2 separate regions of the Sus scrofa genome follow, and region 1 is linked to region 2. The links are chromatin contacts, called in public HiChIP or PLAC-seq maps. All regions are on one chromosome and are shown on one strand. The core of a region is the stretch at or near the end of the contact, and the rest is flanking DNA. Distances in the headings are between cores, read along the strand shown.

What was found. HiChIP or PLAC-seq counts read pairs in DNA pulled down with a chosen protein or histone mark.
Region 1: a contact with region 2 is called in an H3K27ac HiChIP or PLAC-seq map of alveolar macrophages. The contact joins the promoter of SERPINB1 here to the promoter of WRNIP1 in region 2. A contact is called at or near these places in 3 of 47 Hi-C or Micro-C datasets (all in blood) and 1 of 2 datasets of contacts at active chromatin or transcription factors (alveolar macrophages).

Annotation. Positions count from the first base shown.
Region 1 is chr7:1,689,262-1,695,837 of Sscrofa11.1, forward strand. It overlaps SERPINB1 (leukocyte elastase inhibitor), which reads right to left and starts at 4,052. Exons shown (of 7, transcript XM_003482119.4): 1 at 3,946-4,052; 2 at 2,758-2,932; 3 at 1,084-1,221; 4 at 437-554. The coding sequence starts at 2,925.
Region 2 is chr7:1,653,863-1,659,653 of Sscrofa11.1, forward strand. It overlaps WRNIP1 (ATPase WRNIP1), which reads left to right and starts at 3,090. Exons shown (of 7, transcript XM_021100108.1): 1 at 3,090-4,061; 2 at 5,737-5,791. The coding sequence starts at 3,321. It overlaps MYLK4 (myosin light chain kinase family member 4), which reads right to left and starts at 2,368. Exons shown (of 14, transcript XM_021100112.1): 1 at 2,154-2,368.

The DNA of each region.
Region 1 (6,576 bases), core at 2,802-5,301, 36 kb after region 2:
CGCTTTGAGGAATTTCTACATTTGAAACCTGTCTGGGAGTTCCCGTCGTGGTGCAGTGGTTAAGGAATCCGACTAGGAACCATGAGGTTGCCGGTTTGATCCCTGGCCTCGCTCAGTGGGTTAAAGATCCAGCGTTGCCGTGAGCTGTGGTGTAGGTTACAGATGCGGCTCGGATCCTGAGTTGCTGTGGCTGTGGTGTAGGCCGGTAGCTACAGCTCTGATTAGACCCCTAGCCTGGGAGCCTCCAGATGCTGCTGCAGGAACGGCCCTAGAAAAGACAAAAAAATAAAAATAAAAAAGCTGTCTGGTCCTGGGTAGGACCGAGGTGCAGGGTCAGGCTGCAGGGTGGGGAGGGCAGAGGAGAGGGGGGCCCGCAGGGGGGCGGCGGGAGGAGGGAGGCGAGGCCCGGCGTGGATGACCGGCCGCCCTCGCTCACCTTCCGTCTGCTCTTTGACCCACTCGTTTATCGCCTTCCGGGCCTCTTCCGAGGCCCGCAGGAAGTCCACGCTGGCCAGTTCAGCCCCGTAGGTTTTCTGAGTTGAAGCTAAGAATTCCTGTGTGAGACAAAACACTTGTTGTGAATAACTCCTCCTACATGCAAAAAGGGTTTTCTAGAATCCTTAAAAGCAACAGAAATTATCCCCAAAGGCATGTTTCATGTCACCAGAAAATTCCAACGCTTCTACTTTGTTTTATGACAGTGAAAGCGGTGGAACATCCAACTGGCAGTCTCCACCACTTGCAAGCGTGCGGTTCAGGAGCTGCGGCGCCGCCTAAAATGTACCAATTCATTTCGAGCCTTTGACCAAGGTGCTCACAAACAGGCAGATCCTGAGTGTGCTTGGAGGTGAGTTACACGTCTCACTCTTGCTTCAGTAGAACAGCCAAGGTCCGTCTTTTCCCCGTGGAGGCTGAAAGTGAAACCGCACCCTGAATGGGAATCCTCTCCGTCCTGTTTTCATTCGGGATCACGTTTTTCTGAAGGCTTTTACAGAAATCAAAACTGGCCTCTGGGACGGGATCATGCTGGGAAAAAACCGGCATTGCCTGGTGAGGTTTAGAGCCTGAAGACAAAGTACTTACGGGGAGGAAGTGATAGGTTTTTTCGCCAAACAACCTATTAGCGAGTTTCAGGATATAGGAGGCTCCACACTTGTTGATATCCGCATTCAGACTCTGAAATCGTGAATGAATGTCCTTGACAGTGTCGAAATGGAGAGCCTAAAATAAAGAAAACATTATCTCTGTAGCCATTTATTGTGAATTTAAAAATTGCTTCCTTGTCATGTGCTCCCATCAAATTAAATTCACATGTTTTATTGCCAGTTGGTGGCCCAAGACTAATACTTCAGTCTTTTTTTTTTTTTTTTTTTTTTTGGTCTTTTTGCCATTTCTTGGGCCGCTCCTGTGGCATATGGAGGTTCCCAGGCTAGGGGTCGAATCAGAGCTGTAGCTGCCAGCCTACGCCAGAGCCACAGCAACGCGGGATCCGAGCCGTGTCTGCAACCTACACCACAGCTCACGGCAACGCCGGAACCTTAACCCACTGAGCAAGGGCAGGACCGAACCCGCAACCTCATGGTTCCTAGTCGGATTCGTTAACCACTGCGCCACGATGGGAACTCCCTTTAGTCATTTTTCATTGGAGAACAAGTAACAGAAAATCCAAAACGTGTAGCTTTGTGAAACAGGCTACTTACATTAGAAACTTTTTATATCACTTCTTTCTTATAATGATTGTTCCACACATATGAGTGGTTAATAAAATATTTATACAAATCTGCTTTTTCCCCAAAAAAACATAAATGGTAAGTTCATATGCATATTCTGTATCAAATATAATTTTATTGAAGGTCTCAGAAATAGTACAAATAAGATTTATCAGCTATACACAAAGATATTACAGATTAAGGGTTTTTTTTTTTAATTGCACTATTAACATCAGCAACTCACTCATTTAAAAATAACTTCTTCAAACTTAACTTGGAAAAGTTTAATTCCCCATGCCTCAGCTACATCAAGAGTCCTTCATGGTTTTGTGAGGCCTGGCACAGTTCCCGCTGTGGCACAGTGGGTTAAGACTCCCACTGCAGCGGCTCAGGTCCCTGGGGAAGCTCAGGACAGTCCTGGCCAGGTGCAGTGGGTTCACGGATCAGACGCTTCTGCAGCTGCAGCTGCAGCTCAGATACAGTCCCTGGCCCAGGAAATTCCATAGGTGTGACCATAAAAAACAAACCAACACAGGAGTTCCCGACTAGGAACCATGAGGTTGCAGGTTCAATCCCTGGCCTTGCTCAATGGGTTAAGGATCCGGCGTTGCCGTGAGAGGTGGTGTAGGTTGCAGACAAGGCTCAGATCCCGCATTGCTGTGGCTGTGGTGTAGGCTGGCGGCTACAGCTCCGATTCAACCCCTAGCCTGGGAACCTCCATATGCCACAGGAGCAGCCCTAGAAAAGGCAAAAAGACAAAAAAAGAAAAAAGAAACCCAACACAAAAACACAAAACAGCACCTGGCAGGTGGTGGGTGCTCGGAAAAGACCGGATCGGTAAATGACAGCCTGCATCTGAGTGTATCGTCCCTGGGGCTTTTCCTAAAGTCTGGCCTCATGAAATGTAATGTATCACACAATGCACAACGCTGAGCACAGAAGCCCAGTTCCACAAACGCGCTGCCCGAGCTCAAAAGCACGGCTTTCCGGTTCAGCCTGTGGTAGGACTCAGCAGTGGCACTGGGCTATCGCTGCTGGTTTTGCTGACCTTGGACATCTGGGCCTCCGTGTTGCCTCTGGTCCCCAGAAGGATCATGGCCAGTGCTGACGAAATGCTGAAGGGGGAGATGAAGATGTTCCCAGCAGGATTGCTCTCATTCAGGGCGCGGAACAGGTCCAAGGCGAAGCGGGTGTTGGCCGCGCTCAGCTGCTCCATGGCGAAGCTGCAGCACAGAAGAGCCCAGAGCTGCTGGCTGCCACACCCGCGCCAGCAGTGTCACTTCCCCACCTCCTCCTCAGCCTGGCCAGCCACCCTGAGACACCCGGGGCTTCTGCTCTCTTCTTGTCCCAGGAGGGCAAAAACCCTCCACGTGCCCCAAAGTGCAAGGTGGGGGCGGCCGGCCAAGGATTCGGCAGTGACACGGGGTCAAGACCTGTGGCCTCAAGGGCCCAGGTGCCTGGGAGGGCTCCCCTGCGACATGGGGGGGGCACATACCTCCCACCCTTCCCTTCAAGCCTCTGATTCACTTGAGCCATGAATCCATTGCCCACATTTATCTGAAAGAGGCTGTTGCTATTAGAAAATCATAGCTGCCTGCTGCTCTTTAAAGCACATTCCAGCAAAGGAGGAACAATGGCCCTCATTTTGAGATTCACTTGCTAATGTTTGAGGGGTTACAGGCTGCGAGAGTTGAAAACCCAACCCAGGCCCCAAGTTAGGCTGGGCGGCGGGGCAAGCAGAAGGTGACAGGTGTCCTGTCACAGCCGCAGGCAGCTGGGACCCCGCAGCTGAAGCCCTGCCCTTGGTCTCCGCTCGGCCAGCCTGACCCAACTTCCCCACCTGAGCTCTGCGCTCAGAGCCCAGTTTCCCCCGAATACACGGGGGAGACGCTCAGCGTGTAGGTAATAGGATGAATTACTGCTGTTGCTGAGGAACATCCGGGATCGCACTGGCCTCCCTGCCCCACCTCGAGCCAAGAAAGGAGAAGCGGGCTGCGTGAAAACTGCCACAAAAAAACTCCGGGAAGTAGGGAGAGAAAACTCCAGTTTCGGTTCCGCCTTCGGGCCGCCAGGGAGCGACCTTCGTCCCTGCAGGCCGCCCGGCCTTGGGCCCCGGTTGCGGCGCGGGAGCCCCGGGCCGGAGTGGCCACGGGGCCGGGGGCCCCGCGGGCGCTCTCGGATCGACCGCGCCGACCTCCCCGCCCGCCCCACCTCCCGCGCCGCCCGCGGGCCTTACCGCAGCTCAGCCGCCCGGGCGGGATGCGAGGTGCTGGAGAGCGCGGCGCGCGGACTTTATAGCGGCAGGAGGGAGGGCGTGGCCCCTGCGGGTGGGCGGGGCGGCCCCGCCCGGGGGCTTCCTTCCCAGCAGTCCCGCTGGGCTGGGCTGGGCTGGGCACACGGCTCTGGCACATCGCGCTGGGCGTCTCGGGCTGGGCAGGCCTCCACGCAGCGCTCTCAGGGGATCAGCACTTCTCTGAGTTCCAGGCAAACTCAGATCTCTGCCAATGCTCTGATGGGCCATTTCTTACCAAGGTGTGAATGACAGAGGTGGCATAATGTGTCACCACTTAGAGGAATCTTTTGAATCTTATCTATGCACTCCAAACGCTCGGATTATTGGGGGGAGGTGATAAAACAGAATCAGTTCTGGAGTTCCCGTCATGGCTCTGTGGTTGACGAATCCGACTAGGAACCATGAGGTTTCGGGTTCGATCCCCGCCCTTGTTCAGTGGGTTGAGGATCCGGCGTTGCTGTGAGCTGTGGTGCAGGTTGCAGACACAGCTCGGATCCCGCATTGCTGTGGCTCTGGCGTAGGCTGGCAGCTACAGCTCCGATTAGACCCCTAGCCTGGGAACCTCCCTATGCCGCGGGTGCGGCCCTAGAAAAAGCAAAAAGACAAAAACCACAGAAAGCAGACTCAGTTCCAAACCACATCCTTGATGTCACTGTCTCTCAGGTACCAAGCTCAGCCCGGAACTCCCCTGGCAAGTGACGACTTTGCCAGGCTGGGTCAGTGTGCACACCACACACCACGACAACACCGTCTCCATGAATAAAGGATTTCTTACCCATTATACGAAAACATAAGCTGTCCAGCGTAATGTTAAAATGCTAAAACTAGAATGACTGTAGTTGAATAATGAAAGCAGTAACTTTCTGTGAAGTTTCTTGTTTATTTGTTTGTCCTTTAAATGCCTGGGTGTGTAATTTCACCAAAATGTATAGTACTTGAGGGTATGAAACGATTCTGCCATCTTGACACTTCTTCCCTGCTTTCATACAAATCTCAACATGCAAGGGGGACGAAGGAAAAATCCTATTTTTTAGTTAGTATGGATAATATAGTGTAAATGGGTTTGTGGTTTTTTTGACTCCGAGACTTTGTTTATAAGAAAAGGAGCAGAGAAGATTAGTAATGACAGATAAACATACTCTCCATAGTTTTTAAAAAAGCAGCAAGAAGGTAACAGCTAAGAGTGTAGGGTGTCTTACAACTGGTTGGAATAAAGAAACCGACGTCTGCTGAAAACCAGCTGCAGTCATGTTGAGTGGTTTGATAAAGTCGGTCACCTGCCCATCATTTCTTGCAGAACTAGAGCCCCCTCGTCCGCTTCTAGCAAGAGGCGGCTGTGAGGACGTTAAGAGGCTGCGCCGAAGAGTCGTTAAAATCCGAGACACAAAAAACGGAGGAAAAATGGGTTCTAAATTTTCTTTTCTTCCCCTGACATTCTGTATGTGCTCCCGTGGAGTTAGTAAAATCTGGGTCAAATATGAAATGAAACCACTTCCTAAGTCAATACATATCCCATATAAGGTTCAGACAGAATGGACATCACACACCTGTCATCAGTCCGTCCATGTCCTGTGTAAGGCAGAGGCAGGGGGCTTGGGGCCTCGTGCTCGGGGCCTCCATGGAATGGACCCCTGCCCGAGGTCACACAGAGTCTCGGACACGCGTGATGGTACCCGCGGTTCGGTGCAGTGTTTGGTGTGTCTGCTCGGCTCGCAGGCATCATACCCTGGCTAGATCAGTGACCTCGCCCCGCGACAGACCCAACAGACCCGGGACAGAACGCCGTGAGGCCGGGGCCCCGGGGGGCAGGCACAAGCTCGCTCATCACAGCGGGACATGCATCAGCCCCCAGCAGACGATGGAGAAATCGGACCACAGAACAGCAGGGGAAACGCACAGACCGCAGCGGGCATCTCCCGAGCACACTGCAGAGGAAGGACGGGCACGCAGGGTGTGGACCGGAGGTTCTGGTGACACAGAGGTTGGAAACAGGCCGGAGCAAGCTGTGGTCCAGCGGTCAGGAGGGAAGGGACGCTTCCTGGACCAAGGGGGGTTGCACAGACTGCATCTTCCTCTTTTCTGTTTTCTTGACGCTCTGGCATCTGGGCCCAGTTCCCAGAGACGGAGAATGACTCTCCCGCAAGGGTTCCTTTGACACACAAACCCACCAGCTAATGGGCATTCTCAACCCGCTCCTTCATCACACCCACCCCAGCACCTCCACCAGGCAACTGGAACCCGGCGGAGAGCCCCAGCCCAGGGACAGGCCCCAACTCTCCAGTCCTAAGTTTCCCTGTGCACCTGCCCTGCCCTCCTCCATGACCTGCAAGAACCCCAGGAGAGGCTCTGGGCCGCCACCTCTGCCCTTTCCTCCCACTGCTGGCCCAGCTGGGCACTTCCCAGCTCCCACAGGACGTCGCGTGGCATCGCGTGCCTCCTATATCCACGGCCACGGCGGCCTGATTAGAACTAGTCCTGTGTTCGTTTTAACACATGGGTTGTGGGTGGGACGGCACGGTGGGGGAGGGGACATCTGCGGGGCTGAAAACCTGTCATTTCTGGACATGATTTTGT
Region 2 (5,791 bases), core at 1,840-4,339:
ATGATTTATTCATTTTGTTTTTCTACCACCACCATCTAGTGGAGAAAACTCTGAACTTCAGACAGAATGAGCTGGGGTCCAGGAAAAAGGAGCAGCAGAGGGCTTACTGTCACTTTCACATCCGTAAGATCGCTGAATTCTCACAAGAGACTGGGAGAGAGGCGTTGCTGTTTCCCTCTTAGATTTGGAAGCTGAGGCTGGGAAGGCAAGGAGCTTGTCCGAGGTCAACTGTGGCCAACTCGAGCCCACATTCTGGGGCAAGTCCCGAGTATCTTCACCCACAGTCCAGCCAAATGGCACAATCTTACTCATGTGCGGGACTGTGGGAAGAAAGTGCGTATCACACACAGAGAGTTTTCTATGTTTTTCCTTTTCTTATTTTTTCTTTCATATATTATATACAATACACATAAACACACGTATAAAAATAAAATGGGATTACATGATATAAATGAGTTTGTCACTTCTCATTTTTACCCCATATTACACATTGAATATTTTCCCACTATAATAAAAACTTTTAAAAATATACATCAAGGGAGTTCCTGTCGTGGCACAGTGGTTAACGAATCCGACTGGGAACCGTGAGGTTGCGGGTTCGATCCCTGGCCTTCTTAAGTGGGTTAAGGATCCGCCGTTGCTGTGAGCTGTGGTGTAGGTCGCAGACACGGCTCAGATCCCACGTTGCTGTGGCTCTGGTGTAGGCCGGCGGCTACAGCTCCGATTCGACCCCTAGCCTGGGAACCTCCACATGCCATGGGAGTGGCCCAAGAAATGGCGAAAAGACAAAAATAAAAATTTTTTAAAAATTGAAATTAAAAAATATGCATCAGGTAACAATAAAGAATGAAATTACAGGTAAGTGCACAGTGTAATACTGAAGTGCATTTTGAAAGACTGGAAGAGGGAGCTAAAATATTAACCAGGAGGATCTCTGCGTAGACTTTCCGTGATAAGCATGTATTATTTCTTTTAAAAAAAGTTTTAAGCCTCACATTTATTAAAAAAAAAATTCAGGAAACGTCACAGTTGTTGTCCAGTTGTTTAAAATACTATTTTAAAGTATTTTGCTTGTGTTAGAGGTGACCGCATGTCCATATATTTCTATACATGTTTAAAATTAAGGCAGTGCATTACATTTCCATATTTAGTAATATTTTCTCCAAAATTCCTTCTGAGGACCGCCCTGGAACCTGAAGGGTGGCAGAGTATATGGCATAAGGATTATTTTGAGCTGAAGAGAGCTGAGAAGAAGCTAATTTGCCCAAGAGCAGGACATAAATCTGTGGGTGTCCCCCTCCCCCTCTGCCCAGGAAGGACAAAAGTCAATCACTGAAGGAGCTCCCGTCATGGCTCAGTGGTTAGCGAATCTAACTAGGAACCACGAGGTTGGGGGTTCGATCCCCGGCCTTGCTCAGTGGGTGAGCTGCGGCGTAGGTTGCAGAGGCGGCTCGGATCTCGCGTTGCTGCGGCTGTGGTGTAGGCTTAGGCTCGGACTGGACCCCTGGCCTGGGACCCTCCATATGCCGCGGGAATGGCCCTAGAAAAAGGCAAAAAAAAAAAAAAAAGTTAATCGCGGGAGAAAACCCCAGACCCTCAGCAGCCCAAAGGTGGCACCAGGGGACGCTGCCTAACACCCTTGACCAGCCAGTCCCCGGCTGGCACCAGAGGACGCTGCCTAACACCCTTGACCAGCCAGTGCCCGGCTGGCATTCGCTCCCAAGTACCTGCCCTCCCACAAGCCGCCTCCCTGGAAACGCAAGACGCTCTCCGTCGGTCTCCTCCCTTCCCTACAAAGGCACTGCTCTCCACGCCCAAGCTCCCCACCGCGCTCCGTGAGTCTATCCGTCCCTAACTCCTCCTCCTCTTTTCAACCCGCCTTGTGCCAGTTTCGCTGGCAGGCCCGGCCGGGGCCTCAGGCGGTGGAGGGAGGCGTCTTTCCCTCCCTGCAAAGCTCTTCCCCAAGTCCTGGCTCCCGCGAGGTCGGCGCGGTTGCGCGGGGGGATGACCGTGACCCTGCACGTCAAACTGAACGACGGCCCAGGACCAAAGGCTCCTTCTTAGCTTACGTTTGCTCGCCTCCCACTAACCTTACCTAGTGGGAACACCTCTACTTGGAAAACCACCGAAACATCGGATTTCGGTCCTCTTACCAACTGCCCGGCGGGGGGACAGCGCTACAGCCAACGTCAACCCAAAGCAACGCCTCCTTTGCTCTTTCTTTCGACCCCGTCCTCCGCCTGGTGCCAGTTCTTTGTGAGCCATTCCTCGTTTTGCAAAATCGTCTCACACGAAAAGGCTCTTTTTGAAACCCTCGGGTGTTTGCTTTTGGACGTTTCGAGATGTTCGTGTGAAGAGTAAATTCGTATTAAATTAGACTGGCAGCTTTTGGGAGAGTCCACCCTTTTAACTCTCTTTCTTCCTCTAAACACCAAGGGGCGGGTCTGTGACACGCGTGGGGAGAAGACGCTTTCGGGGACGCAGAAGGGCCGCACAGACGGTCGCCCGGTCCCTCGAAGCGCGCAGCGCCGCCTCCCGGAAGCGCCGTCTCCCGGCGGCCAACCCCGCGTCCGAGCAGCGTTCGGGGCCGAAGGCCACACCCCGGGGGCGGGGTCTCCCCAGGCTCGTCTCCCCGCGGCCGCGGAGCCGAGCGTTTCCAGACGCGGACCTCTGCGTTTTCTTTGCTCCGTCCCGCCCGGTTTCCCGCCGCTGCGCCCGGCCTTCTCCCCTTCCCCGCCCCCTGCCCTCCGACCCCCTGCCCTGCGACCTCTGCCCTCCACCCGCCCCGAAAGCCGTTCCCCTCGCGCAGCCGCGGCGACGTTCTACAAAGAACAGGTCTGCGCACGCCCAAGCTGCCGGCCTCTAGGGCCCCAGGAAGGGTGCTCGCCGAGCCGCAAGGGGACGCGCGGGCCAGCCTCCACGGACCACACTTCCCGTCAGGCCGCGCGAACCTCCGCGGACCACACTTCCCGTCAGGCCGCGCGAACCTCCACGGACCACACTTCCCGTCAGGCCGCGCGAACCTCCACGGACCACACTTCCCGTCAGGCCGCCCGAACCTCCGCGGACCACATTTCCCGACAGGCCGCGTGAGCCGTGGCCAGCGGCGGCCGGGCGAACCTCCACGGACTCCCCTTCCCGGCGCACCGCGCGAGGCGCCGGGGCCGCCGGCCGAGGGCGGGCCGACGCGGGCAGCCCCGGACGTGAGGCATGAGCGGCGCCCTCCCCCGGCCCGCGCGCGTCCTGCCGCCTCCCCGAGCGAGGGTCGCGCGGCGCGGGGCCTAGCGGGGCGGCGCGGGGTGCGCGGCGCGGCGGCCGCCATGGAGGTGAGCGGGCCCGAGGACGACCCGTTCCTGGCGCAGCTGCACCGGGTGCAGTGCCCCGTGTGCCAGCAGGCCATGCCCGCCGCGCACATCAACTCGCACCTGGACCGCTGCCTGCTGCTGCACCCGGCGGGGCACGCGGAGCCCGCGGCCGCGCCGCCCCGCGCCAAGCGGCGCCGGCCGTCGGAGAGCTCGGCGCTCAAGCAGCCGGCCACGCCGACGGCGGCCGAGAGCAGCGAGGGCGAGGCTGAGGAGCCGGACGACGGCGGCGAGACCGAGAGCCGCGAGAGCTACGACGCGCCGCCCACGCCCAGCGGCGCGCGCCTCATCCCTGACTTCCCGGTGGCGCGGCCCGGCAGCCCGGCCAGGAAGGGCGCGGGGCAGCGGCCGGCGGCGGCGGCGGGCAGCGCGTCCCCGCGGAGCTGGGACGAGGCGGAGGCGCCGGAGGAGGAGGAGGCGGCGGGCGACGCGGACGGCGAGGAGGACGCAGGCCGCTGGGACGCGGACGCCGCCGCCTTCGGGGCCCCCGGGGGCCGCCCGCACGCCCGGGCGCCCGCGGCCGAGGAGGTGCGGCAGATGCTGGAGGGCAAGCCGCTGGCCGACCGGCTGCGGCCCGACGCGCTGCAGGACTTCGTGGGACAGGGCCGCGCCGTGGGGCCCGAGACGCTGCTGCGCTCGCTGCTGGAGGCCAACGAGGTGCCCTCGCTCATCCTATGGGGGCCGCCGGGCTGCGGCAAGGTGAGGCCGCGGGGGGCTCCGCGGCAGGGGCGGGGGGTGGGGTGGCGGGAGAGGGCGCGCCCCGGGCTCCGCATCGCGGGGTCTGGTCGGTGCCAGGATGGCGATGTGTGAGTGCAGCCGTTTGCGAGAATCTGGGGGCTTGGACTTGGGTTTCCGCGGCGTTCCACTCTCGAGGCCCCCGCCTGGTTCATGACCCGGGTCTCAAGGAAACGCGAGCTGGTGCGTCCTATTTGTGGATGTGTGGGTTCCGTTTTGGAAAAAATAATCGCAAAAATTTCAAATGGCAGTGTGCTTCCTTCTCTTTCTGGCTGTTGGTTTATTTTAATAGACGGGCTTTTATCTCCCCTTGAGGCCTGACTCATCTAAGGGGACTCACGGGAGAGCTGTGCCTATGCTAGTCACTGTCACCTACCGTTTCCGTAGCTGTTCTCGTGAGCCTTGTCCCTTAGAGAAGAAACATCGGTGCATTTTGGCGTCCAGTTTTGTGAACCTTCTTAGGGGTTAGCTCCAGTCAGATGAGGCCACTTAGGATGTCGGGATCTAGAGAACCCTGGAGACGGCATTAAGGAGTCTTAAGGAGACAGGAGTTAAGGCTGGAGGCATGGTTTTTGTCTCTGCAGGAGGAGGGAGAAGGAGCTCCAGGGAATGGAGAGAAAAACCCAGGGTCAAGTGCAAAGGGGTGCAGAGAGTGTCGAGGTTCCGACTCCTCAGTGCACAAGAGCCTTTATAAGTTGTCTCCTTTTTTTTCTGGTTTCACCTCCCACAACTTAACCACACCTTCCTCTACTCCCATTCTTAGAATGCGTCTTGCTGGTGTGGCGCCCTCTTGTTTTCAGTGTACTTTCTTTGCCAGGAGGTAACCCAGACAGCGCTTTACCCTGCGGCGGCATTCTCAGCTCTCAGCTGTTGGTGGAGGCAGGTGGCGGGGAAGGTCCCTAGGGAGGCGTGCTGGGTGTGCTCCCAGGAGATGCGGAGCAGGAGCTGGTGGGCTGGGGAGCTGGTGGGCTGGGCCGCCCCGGCGCAGTGGTTGGTGACCAGTCAGAAGGCACATGTGGCCTGTAGGCTGGGAGTTGCAAAGCAGCAGCACAGTGTCTGACATGCTGCACGACGTCCAGAAGATAAAATGCCGCCCTTCTGGTCATCCAGGAGCAGGTTTGGTCCCTTCTTGGTCAGTGTTCCTTTTTCCTGACTCCCATTCTCATTGCAGATGGTGGGTAGCAGAGTAGTAGTCCGTGTGTATTTCTCGAGCTCCCCTGAGTGCCTGGCCTTGAGCAGTGCCACCCCCCCCCCCGCCCCGTCTCTCTGCTGCTCCCCAGGAAGTACTGACGGGCCCAAGTGCTGCTGGTTCACCTCCTTCCACAGGGTCTTTGTTGGTCTCTCAGTTCAAAGGCTTGCTCTCCTTTTCTAAGCTGCCCTGAGAAGCTTCCAGCTGTGGACTTGACATCCCCGGGGGTAGGCACAGAGCGGAAGAGGTCAAGGTTAGCCCAAGTGTAGTCGCTTCCCTGTTTTATTTACAGCATTTTTCTTGACGTTTAAAACCGTCCCGCAGTATTTTGAGTTGTGTCTGCTGCTCAGCCCCCTTCCGTGTTCGGTTGCCGGGTACACGCGCTGCGGCTGCACGAGCCCCTGAAGCACTGCTCTGTCTCATCAGCTTCCCACACTGTCCTCTGTCTAGACCACGCTGGCTCACATCATCGCCAACAACAGCAAGAAACACAGCATAAGGTTCG